2 separate regions of the Mus musculus genome follow, and region 2 is linked to region 1. The links are chromatin contacts, called in public promoter capture Hi-C maps. All regions are on one chromosome and are shown on one strand. The core of a region is the stretch at or near the end of the contact, and the rest is flanking DNA. Distances in the headings are between cores, read along the strand shown. Region 1 holds the start of Zfand2b (zinc finger, AN1 type domain 2B). Region 2 holds the start of Gmppa (GDP-mannose pyrophosphorylase A).

Evidence for each region. Promoter capture Hi-C pulls out the DNA fragments that hold promoters and counts their contacts.
Region 2: a contact with region 1 is called in a promoter capture Hi-C map of pre-B cells, with 2.6 times the contacts expected there. The contact joins the promoter of Gmppa here to the promoter of Zfand2b in region 1. A contact is called at or near these places in 8 of 39 promoter capture datasets (the 3T3-L1 cell line, 3T3-L1-derived adipocytes, the C10 cell line and 5 more), 1 of 115 datasets of contacts at active chromatin or transcription factors (memory CD8 T cells) and 2 of 9 other capture datasets (adipose tissue and liver).

Annotation. Positions count from the first base shown.
Region 1 is chr1:75,164,653-75,169,943 of GRCm38.p6, reverse strand. Zfand2b (zinc finger, AN1 type domain 2B) reads right to left here and starts at 1,298. Exons shown (of 10, transcript NM_001159905.1): 1 at 1,237-1,298; 2 at 1,038-1,113; 3 at 665-759; 4 at 313-444; 5 at 28-179. The coding sequence starts at 1,092.
Region 2 is chr1:75,432,710-75,437,883 of GRCm38.p6, reverse strand. Gmppa (GDP-mannose pyrophosphorylase A) reads right to left here and starts at 1,948. Exons shown (of 13, transcript NM_001357170.1): 1 at 1,572-1,948; 2 at 1,046-1,106; 3 at 850-947. The coding sequence starts at 1,085.

The sequences.
Region 1 (5,291 bases), core at 49-2,548:
GCAAGTTGGCTATTTGGTGGTAATTACCCTGCCCTGCTGGTCTGATGACCTTCCCCAGAGCATTCATGGTCCAGGGGATGACGGTGCTTGATGCAGAAGTTTCGGCCACAGCGATCACAAGTCAGTTTCATCATCTCCCGCTGCCGGCAGCCAGAACGTTCACACTTATTGGTGAAGATCTGAGATGAAACAGGGTTTGTTATTTAGGAAACTCATCTTCTCCTCTGGCCCCCATGGAGCTAGCCTTTTGGGTTTGCAGATGTCCGTATACTACGCTGGGTTGTCTCACTAACCCCTCCATTATTTATTTACCTTGCGTTTTTGCTGTGCTGGGTCAGAACGACAGTCTCTGTCAATGTGCTCTCCCACAGCACGGTCAGGAGGCTCTCCTCTGGCCACCGGCACAGGCACATTACAGAGAGGGCACACAGGTACCTGGATATCCTATAGTCAAGGGTCAGGAGTCAGTATGAGAGCCAAGCAATCTCTTAAAGAACCCGGATATACCACTCACAAATACACAAAAAACAAAGTTACCCAGTGCTGGGCTTAGAAACACAATAACTAAGAGGGGAAAACATAAAATAGACAGATCCTGAAAGCATCTGCACCCGCTCTCCTCTCCATACACCAACCCCTGCCACCCTCACGATCGCCCCCTCACCTTTTGGTAAGCTGATCCACAGTGATGCTGGGCGTAGGCCACATGGTCTGCGCAGAAGATGCCCGAGCAGGCATCGCACTTGAGTGGCAAAAAATCTACAGAGAATGGGTCAGATTGCGGGTTCAAAGGAAACTTAGATGTCCTTTCCTCTTGCGCAAAGCTGCTACTCAGGTAGGAAAAACTCTGCCCTATTTGCAACACACTGTACCTCTTTCACAGTACACGATCAATTTGGCCACGCCCCTAGTCTCCGCCCACAACTTCGAGCCCCGCCCTCCTGGCCTTTCCAGCTCCAGTGCTCACCCTCCTGGCCCTACCTGCAGTCCCCAGCCCCAGCCGTCCGGCCCCGCCTCCCGCGTGCTCCGCCCCTCACCCAAGCGCTGACAGCTCGGCTCGGAACAGTGAGCCCCGAGGTCCGGAAACTCCATCGCCTGGCCGTGCGGGGCCTGCTGCGGGGAAGAAACGAGAGCTGAGCGTGCCAAGGACTCCCGCTCCGGGCCCCGTCCGCAACACAGCAACTCCGGGGGGCTCCCCGCCCCGCCCCTTCCTCTCCCCCGCCCAGCACAGGTTACCGAAGCCTGAGCGTCCGCCGGCCCGCAGCCCCTACTCCTCCTCCCGAGGGCTCGCGCGCTCTGACGTCATCACGTTGGGCGGGTCCATCCCGGGCAACAGTAGATTGCAGGCGGAGAGTCCCAGAAGAGTTGAGCCACGCCCGGGAGCGGGTGTAAAGCTTAGAAGAGTTTTTTCAGAACCAACCAGTGAAGGCAAAGATGGACGTGTCGGTGGACAAGGGTGGTTTGGAAGCAGTTCGGCCTTTAGCCTGCTCACTTCGTCACTACCTTACTTTTCTCTAGCCATTTCTCCAGACCGAGGCTACCTCTTTTCTGTGAGGAGTTACAGTGTTTCTCAGTGGTGCAGATTCCTCTCCAGGTTTTAGTGTTGATGTTCACCCTCTAAGACATCCCTAGCCCTTGTCGGTATGATCTGAGCACACCTGCTCTGTCTTCTCCTCCCCTCCATCCCAGTTTACACGTCACCTCATTGAAATCAGCTGTTCACCAACCTGGCACAGTGTCTCAAGCCTTTACTCCCAACACTCAGAAAGCAGATGCAGGTGAATCTTTGTGAGTTCGACATCAGCATGGTCTACATATCGAATTCTAGGACAGCCAAGACTACATAGAGACACCCAGGCTCGGGGGTGAGGGAGGGAGGGAGAGAGAGAGAGAGAGAGGCATCGGCCACACAAAGGGGACTACCTGGTGAAAAGAGACATCCATAGTGAAAGGAGAGAAGACGAAAAACCCAAGAGAACTGCACACCCTTCCCTTCAATGATAAAATTAAAATATATCAAAGAGTCAAGGATCAGCTCTACCTGTTTCATACTGGGCCCTGCCTGGCACATAATACCTAAAGTACAACAGTCTCAGGTGAAACTCACTACATAGCTATTTTAAACAGATGCCTGGGTCCTAGGACTTCTGACTCAGAGGGGAGCTCCAGAAGGAATGGTAACACATTTCTAGTATGTCTCAACTTGAAAAACACTAGCCTAGCACATTCTCAGGGGTTCTGGAATGTTTTTTGAAGAGTGGCAGTCATTAAACTGGTGTACACCTTTAGGAACCACAGACTGAGACCTTCCTGGCTCAGCACATTTTGCTTCTCACACAGCTTCTCCTACTTGGAATTGGTAGTCACTCTACCTTCCCGTAGGTCTAGACGTGGAAACAAGTAATCAGGTGAAGTAAACAAACAAACAAACAAAAAACCAGTTTCTGCCTCTCAACTTTCCCCTCCTCTTCCTTTGATTTTCACTCTAAGACCGGTAGAAATTAAGACAGTCTTTCCTGGCTACCTCAGGCAGAAGCCCTGTTCTCAGCTCTAACTGTACCCAAACACCTTGACTTGGGTCATCTGCCGACTTACATGCCTGCCACACTCATGTGCTTGTTGGTTGTGTTATATCAGCAAACTCTGGGTTCGACTGAGAGGCCTAGTCTCAATGAATAAAGAGGAAGAGCAACCTCAACCTGCCAGATTGATTCCCAGCATCAGCCACAAGCCTCAGGGTACACACAAATGCATGTCCACACCTCCCCACACATGTGACCACACACATGCAAATACACACAAATACATGTCCACACCTCCCCACACATGTGACCACACACATGCAAATACACACAAATACATGTCCACACCTCCCCACACATGTGACCACACACATGCAAATACACACAAATACATGTCCACACCTCCCCACACATGTGACCACACACATGCAAATACACACAAATACATGTCCACACCTCCCCACATGTGTGACCACACACATGCAAATACACACAAATACATGTCCACACCTCCCCACATGTGTGACCACACACATGCAAATACACACAAATACATGTCCACACCTCCCCACACATTTGACCACATACATGCGAACATGATTATGTACAAACACTTAGGAAATTGGGAAAAAGAATAATAAAAGTCTAAACCTATTTTACGTGGTTTAGTTTAATTTTGTGTAAATAGTATATCTCATTGGAAAAAATTATATTTCTCTGGCCCTCTGTTAAATCCTCAGCCTTCTAATAAAAAGTCAAAAGCAGAAGCCAGGTTGAAGTAGACATTTCTGGCTTCTTTGGAGACTCAGTTGTGTCGTGTGATGTTTTTCCGGAAGCTGTCTTATGAGAGGATGTTTTGCTGAGAACAGACACATGGTATTTTTCTGGAAACTGCCTGGAAAAAGGGCATGTGATGTTTTGCTGGAGTGGATACTTGAGAGGACTTGTGGATATTTGGAAAGAGTAGAAGTATAATCCACCGGTCTCTGACATTGGTTAGCCTTGTCACTCTTTACTGGTCTTCCTTTGACTTTGCTGATGCAGATCTTCACTAACAGTGCTGTGGCATTGGTTAATCTTGCCTTCTTTGCTGATCATTGCTTGTTGTGACTTCGAGACATCATAGAGAGAAACGCACCAGATAACTTCTCGTTCTCATAATATTCTGGCTTGCCACTTCTTTGGACTTGGATCAATTTGCAGAGCCTCAGGGTTTCTTCTGGATTGAACTGCTGTTGCTGATTTGTGAATGGTGTTTGTGAGTGGATCAAGGTACCACTGCTGATTCATGTGAATTGAACTGCTGATATGCTGACAATAAAGACTGGAATCCTCCCAAAGAGGCCCACATCTCCCTTTGTCCTATAAATCTTTCCTTTCCACTACCTCTGGTGGCTAGAAGAGAGGTTAAAGTGTTTAAGACCCCTTATTAAAGTAGATTTTGAAAATTCTAAGCCTACAGCAAGTAATGGTGACACATGCTGTTACTTGTCACACTCAGAAAGCAGAGGTAGTTGTATCACTGAGTTCAAGGCCAGCCTGGTCTACAGAGCAAGCTCCAGAACAGTCAGGGCTACACAGAGAAACCCTGTCTCAAACAAAACAAAGTCAAATAAAAATTTTTGCATGGGGGCTGGTGAGATGGCTCAGTGGTTAAGAGCACTGTCTGCTCTTCGGAAGGTCCTGAGTTCAAATCCCAGCAACCACATGGTGGCTCACAACCGTCCGTAACGAGATATGACTCCCTCTTCTGGTGTGCCTGAAGACAGCTACAGTGTACTTACATTTAATAAATAAATAAATCTTAAAAAAAAATTTTTTTTTGCATGGCTTAAAGTCCAAGTACCACAGAACCTGGCGGCACAGGTGAGTAGTCTCAGCTGCTTGGAAAGGCTGAGGCAGGAGAATAACAAGTCCAAGGCTAGCTAGGGCTACTCAGGGAGGCCTTGGCTCAAAATGTCAAGGGAGGCTGGTGAAATGGACAAGGAGTGCTTGCCTAGTATGTACAAGAATCAAGTTTCAGTTCTCAGAACCACAAGAAGAAAACTCTAAACACCGTACAGTCTGATGGGTGAAATATCTGTGCTTAAATCCTCAGACTTCAATTAATTTTAGCTAATAGAGTAAAAAATAGATAACAAGAGCCAGTGAGTTGGCTCAGCTGGTAAAGGCACTTGCTGCCGAGCCTTCAGAACCCACATATTGGGGGGAGGGAACAAAGTTCTGTTCTGACCTTTAAATGTGTGTTGTGGCATGTGTGCAAACACCACACACACACACACACACACACACACACACACTTTAAAACTTTAATTAAAAGAAGAAGAAGAAGAAGAAGCCAGGCAATGGTGGCGCATGCCTTTAATCCCAGCACTCAGGAGGCAGAGGCAGGCAGATTTCTGAGTTCAAGGCCAGCCTGGTCTACAGAGTGAGTTCCAGGACAGCCAGGGTTACATAGAGAAACTCTGTCTCAAAACAAAACAAAACAAAACAAAACAACAAATAGAACAAAACAAAAAACCCCAAACAAACAAAAAGACATAAAGCAAAGCGTAGTTGTACACACCTTGAGTCCCAGCATTCCAGACAGAGGCAGAGGGAGACAGATTTCTGTGAGTTCCAGGCCAGCCTGGTCTACAAAAGCAAGTTCCAGAACAACCAAGGCTGTTACACAGAAAACCCCTGTCTGGGAAGAAAAGACAAACAACAACAAACCCTGAAGAGGAGATGTAGTGGGTAGGAATCAATTTAAGCTGCTACAACATACTC
Region 2 (5,174 bases), core at 699-3,198, 270 kb before region 1:
GTAGCTCGTGTAAGTGTGCCCATGCATATGTGGGGGTACACAAGCCCCTGTGTAAACAACCACATGGAAGCCAAAGGTCAATCTTGGATCTCTACATGGCTCTGTCCTCAGGAGTAGCCCACCTTCTCAGGGTCAGCGCTCACTGGGGTCTGGGACCTAATGATTAGGCTAGCCTGGCTGGCCAGGAAGCCCCAGTGATCTACCTTCTCAGTCCTAAGATGGCAAACCTATCACCAACACTGGCTCTTTAAAAGGGTGATGACAGGGATCAAACTCACAGCCTCACATTTGTGCAAGCAAGCACTTACCCACCAAACCATCTCCCATTATATATTATTCTAAGTTTGGTTCCAGCCTAAGATGACAGGGTCATTTATCAGGGGTCTGCATTGAATTAGGCATTTTACAGCTTCAACACTCTGCACGGGAGGTTTAATCTCCTTTACAGATAAGAAAACTAGAGCTGAAAGAGGTTGAAATTTGGCTTGCTCCAGGTCCCAGCAGGAAGACAGGACTCAGACTCAAACCTTGTCTATCCCAATAATGGAGCAATAAAGAAAAGGAGCTACAGCATAGGTGCTCTGCGCTTTATCACTGATTCCCCCTGCTATGGCTCTAGCTTATTCTTTAAGATCCCTGCCTGGCTTCACATTCCATACTGTAAAACTAAGTGTGAAATCTGAGCAGCAGCAAGAGGCAGGGAAGTCACCAGGACTGGCTGCCCAAAGCAGTGCTCAGACGCCTGTGAATGGCAGCCCGTGGAGCCGTAGTTGGTGGGAAAAGATGGCAGCTGGGAAATGGAAGACAGACACACACCATGAAGGAGAGGGGCAGGAAGTGTGGGGTTACCTGGGCACAGGCTTCTATATGGTGCTGGATCATGGGAACGCCTGCCACAGGAAACAGAGGTTTGGGCACCTCAAAAGACAAAGGCCTGAAGCGAGTCCCTGAGAGGACAGGAGAACGTTTTAGCTTCCTATTTCCTTGTGTCCCAACCCCACCGACCTCTCCAGCCTACCCGCTCCCCTGTCCCCCATCTCCTCACCCTTCTGGGGGCCTCCAATGAGAATCACAGCTTTGAGCATGATGAGCGCTATTACCTAAACCTCAAACCACAACAGAATAATTACAACACATAGTCCTTTCCTAGGATGTAAACACAAAAGTTCAGTATAGTCCCTCCTTGGGCACACAATCACGAAATTCATCCCAATCCAGAACTCAGATGGCTTCAAAACCCTGCAGCCCTCCCTTTTATCTCTAATGACTTCTCTTTGGCCGTGAACAAATTATGTAAACACGGGTACTCAACGGACCCCCTTCTCTGACCCCAGATCTCAAAACCCTGAAACCTCTAGTCCCAGTGCCTTGCAAATGACTGCTTCCTCCTTCTAGCTGTTCAACTCCGAATCCCAGCGGTGAATATGGAACCACAAACCTTGAGTGAGCTCTGGGTATTTAATTTTAATCCTATGAATGCGCCCCAAGTACAGAACTAACATCAATCTGCATTTGATGAGCACCAACCCTAACACCTCTAGGTGCTGACTGTGAATTCTACAACTACCTACATGTGCTCGAATCAAAAGACAGGTTCCGTTGACATGTCAAACGCTGAGCCTACTACTCCAGCCGTGCGCATACCGACCACTGGTGCGGAATCTCTGGATTCCAAAGATTGATTGCTGACCTGGACCCCACAACTGAGTCAGTCCAATAGACGTCAGTTTCTCGTAGCCATTGGTTATAGAACCAACACAAGCGTGGGCATGAGGAGAGAAAGACAGGCCCTGTGAGCCCTCCCTACGTCCAGGGTCCGTCTGCTACACCTTACCCTGCCCACCACCCCCTCCACCATGTAGATCCTTTTACCACTAGCTCCCTTTACGCCAGCTCTGCCGCCTGCCACTGCTTGCTCCTTCCGCGTACGTGTCTCCTTACAACCCGCGAGAGCTCTTTCGCGGGGGCTGCTGGGAATTGTAGTTTTGAAAACGTTCTCTCTCCAACTCCAATAAGACACTTGGGAAACGTGCTGGAAACCTGGTGCGTTCCGTCAAGTCACCGTAGGACAAGGCTTAACTGAGGAGAGAGAGGAGTAAGGATGGGGGCTAAGAAGTTAGGCCTGGAAACTTGAGATTGAGACCTAAGCTTTTCCAGTATGGGCTCAGGGGCAGCGGAGCACTAAGTCACAGGACAATCCCCTGGGTGGCCAGCTTTGGAACAGCCTGGAGGGGCTGAGCCTAGACTGAGCAAAAGAAAAGGAGCAATCACAGTTCCAAAATTTGTCCAGCTGAGAAATTTGACACTGAGAGAAATCCTATTCCGGATGACTACTACCTGTAAAATGAGCTTTCCAGATTTCCTAGTGACTCCAACATTCTGTGACCTTGGCCTGTGGGTCTTGGAATAAATATGGGGGGGGGGGCAGGCAGGGAGAGGAAATGGCGATGGAAAACAAAACAAACAAGCACGAGGAGGATCAGAAGGAAAGCAATTTTGTTTTATTTTTGTTTTTTAGATTATATCTAAGTACACTGTAGCTGTCTTCAGATGCACCAGAAGAGGGCGTTAGACCTCATTAACGAATGGTTGTGAGCCACTATGTGGTTGCTGGGATTTGAACTCAGGACCTTCAGAAGAGCAGTCGGTGCTCTTAACCACTGAGCCATCTCTCCAGCCAGGAAAGCAGTTTTATTAAGCAAGGCAGAAGAGGGTTTGGATCCCACCAGCACCTGGGATCGCAGCCAGGGTAAAAAGGTCTGATGGTCCCTTTCAAGCCATGTCCACCTGAGGAAGCCTTGGGCCATGTCCTGGGGTAGTCCTGGGGAATGGTAAGGCGCTGGTGGTGTTAGGACCAATCTCTACACCCTGGGGAAGGTGTGGAGAGACGGAGGGCAGATCTGTGGGTCAGTTTATCTGTGTGTGTAATGAGCGTTAATTATAAAGCTCATTCTTTGCAGTCCAGTTTCTGGGAACAATACTACACAGGTCCCAGTCTCAGCCCTGCCTTAGCTGCAGATCCTAGACCTCCCTGTCGTGGTCCTCAATGTCCTACCCGTGCTTGGTCTGGCAGACATGGAGTGGGCAGTCAGTGCTGCCATGGCGTCTTTGAGGTCCCTTTTATATCTTAGCATGGACTCAACAAAGGACAGGGGAACCTGACCATAGGACACGAGCATCACCATGAGATGAGGAATATCTGGCCCTAACTCCACACGATGCATTTGAATTCACAGTATGTTATTGGACAGATGACTAGCCTTTACATTTTATCTCTTTCGTTATTAAACAGGACTTATCCCTGTCCCTTTTTCTCTGGGTCAAGTAGAAGATCAAAAGAGATACAGCTCTCACAAGTGCTTCGGAGACAGCTCTGTGTAAGGAAAGCGCCCTGGGTTGGGAGCCAGAAAACTAGATTTTAAATCCTGGCGCACGCACACTGTGACCTTGGGTCCTAGAATCCTAGGATGGGAGCCCCGGGCTGACTTCTCAGTCTGGGTGGGATCAGGACCTGAAGGAAGGGAGGAAATTGCTAGGCTTGTCATGCCCTCCAGTCAGTGTGGAGGGTGGGTTCCTCCTCACTCGGTCTGGACTAGGCCCAGCTACAAATGCACTCCCGCCTGGACACTACCACTGCAGATGCCCACAGGGTGACGCTGTTCTGAACCTAGAGCACATGAGCCTTCCATAAGGATGCCCATGGAATCTGAGCACTGGTTGGCATCGTTGATGCTCTATACTGGTCCAGATGGCCAGTTATCAGTATCTTGCACTCCCAGAGCCACCACTACCTCTGGATCCTTGGAGACAGTACTACTTAGGCCTATAGCACAGCTCCTTGCATCCTAACTCCAGCAGATAAACAGGTCCAGGAAAGTTGAGATTCATTACGTCAGCTTGGCTACACTGCCTTTGCCAGAACTTTGTCCTTCAGAAGCCAAGGCAGACCCTTCTCTTTCAGTTCCTTCTGAAACACCCCCATCCTTCCAGGCTGGGTCAGTATTCAGAACTCTCATAATAGAACTGAGGCCTGCTCTCTGTGCAGTCTGCCAGCACACCATCTCTGCCCCTTTCCCTTATCCCACTAGACACCTAACCTGGAAATTGGAAGAGGTAACCCCTGCACTGTTTTCCCAGTGCCTCTCTTCCATCTTTGTGACAGAACAGGGTCTGGATGGTCATTACCACCCTTGAAGGTTAACATTATAATTGACTCCCCAACCTCTAGGTCTGCTGAAGTCCTTTGAGGGCATACCCTTGTGCATAGGGGCACAAGACTGCCTGTGATAAAGATCATCTCTCCGGGGCTTGAGTGGAGTGCTGTCAATGTAGGCTAGGGAACCAGGTGGGAGCGTTGTAGACACTGGTTTACGAGTCTTGGTACTGCAAACCTTTTGATCAGAACAATTTTGATACCACTCTGCTGACATAAATTACCTCAGCTCTTCCGTGTTTGGAATAAGCTGTTCACGTGCCATTTCCAATGGAGGTGGGAAGGAAACTGCAGATCAAAGGGGACGGGAGAGGAATTGTTTTTTTTCCATTTATCAAGATACGAGTTCAGGCACCTGAGTTTTATATGAATGTATTTGCAATGTGTGAGGGGTTGGAGATCCTCGCAGGCAAACTGTATATCTTCATAACTGGGATGATGGGTGGGCAAGGTATCTCTCTCTCTGCTTTTAACATCTTGTTATTTTAAGATGATGAGCCCTGCCTCCATCCTGGAAGCCAGAACGGCTGTAGAAGCTTGAGTCAAGGGGTCTCAACCCAGTGCCGAAGCTCGGCTTACAGGCAGAAGCTTGTTCCTCCCATCTGGCCGAGAGTAGAGCTTCAAGGCTCCCTTTGATCTGCAGTTTCCTTCCCACCTCCTTCTTTCCTCTACCTCCGGTCCAGGAAGCTCATTGCTGGGACCTTGTGACCATTCTTCAATGCTGCATGGGTGTGTCCAGTCATTGCCCAGCAGACTCCTAACCTGCCTTGGAGACAAGAAGGTCTAGCCTGATGTGTCCCTCAACCCCAGACATGGCTACCCTGTGCACTCACAGCTGCTCCATACATTCAGATCTGTGTTTAAATCCCAAAAACCTCAGGCCAGGACCTCTCCTGGTGTCTTCTCCAGCTCTTCACACTGTCTCTTTTTGACCTAATTACTGAGATGAAATCCATCTCTC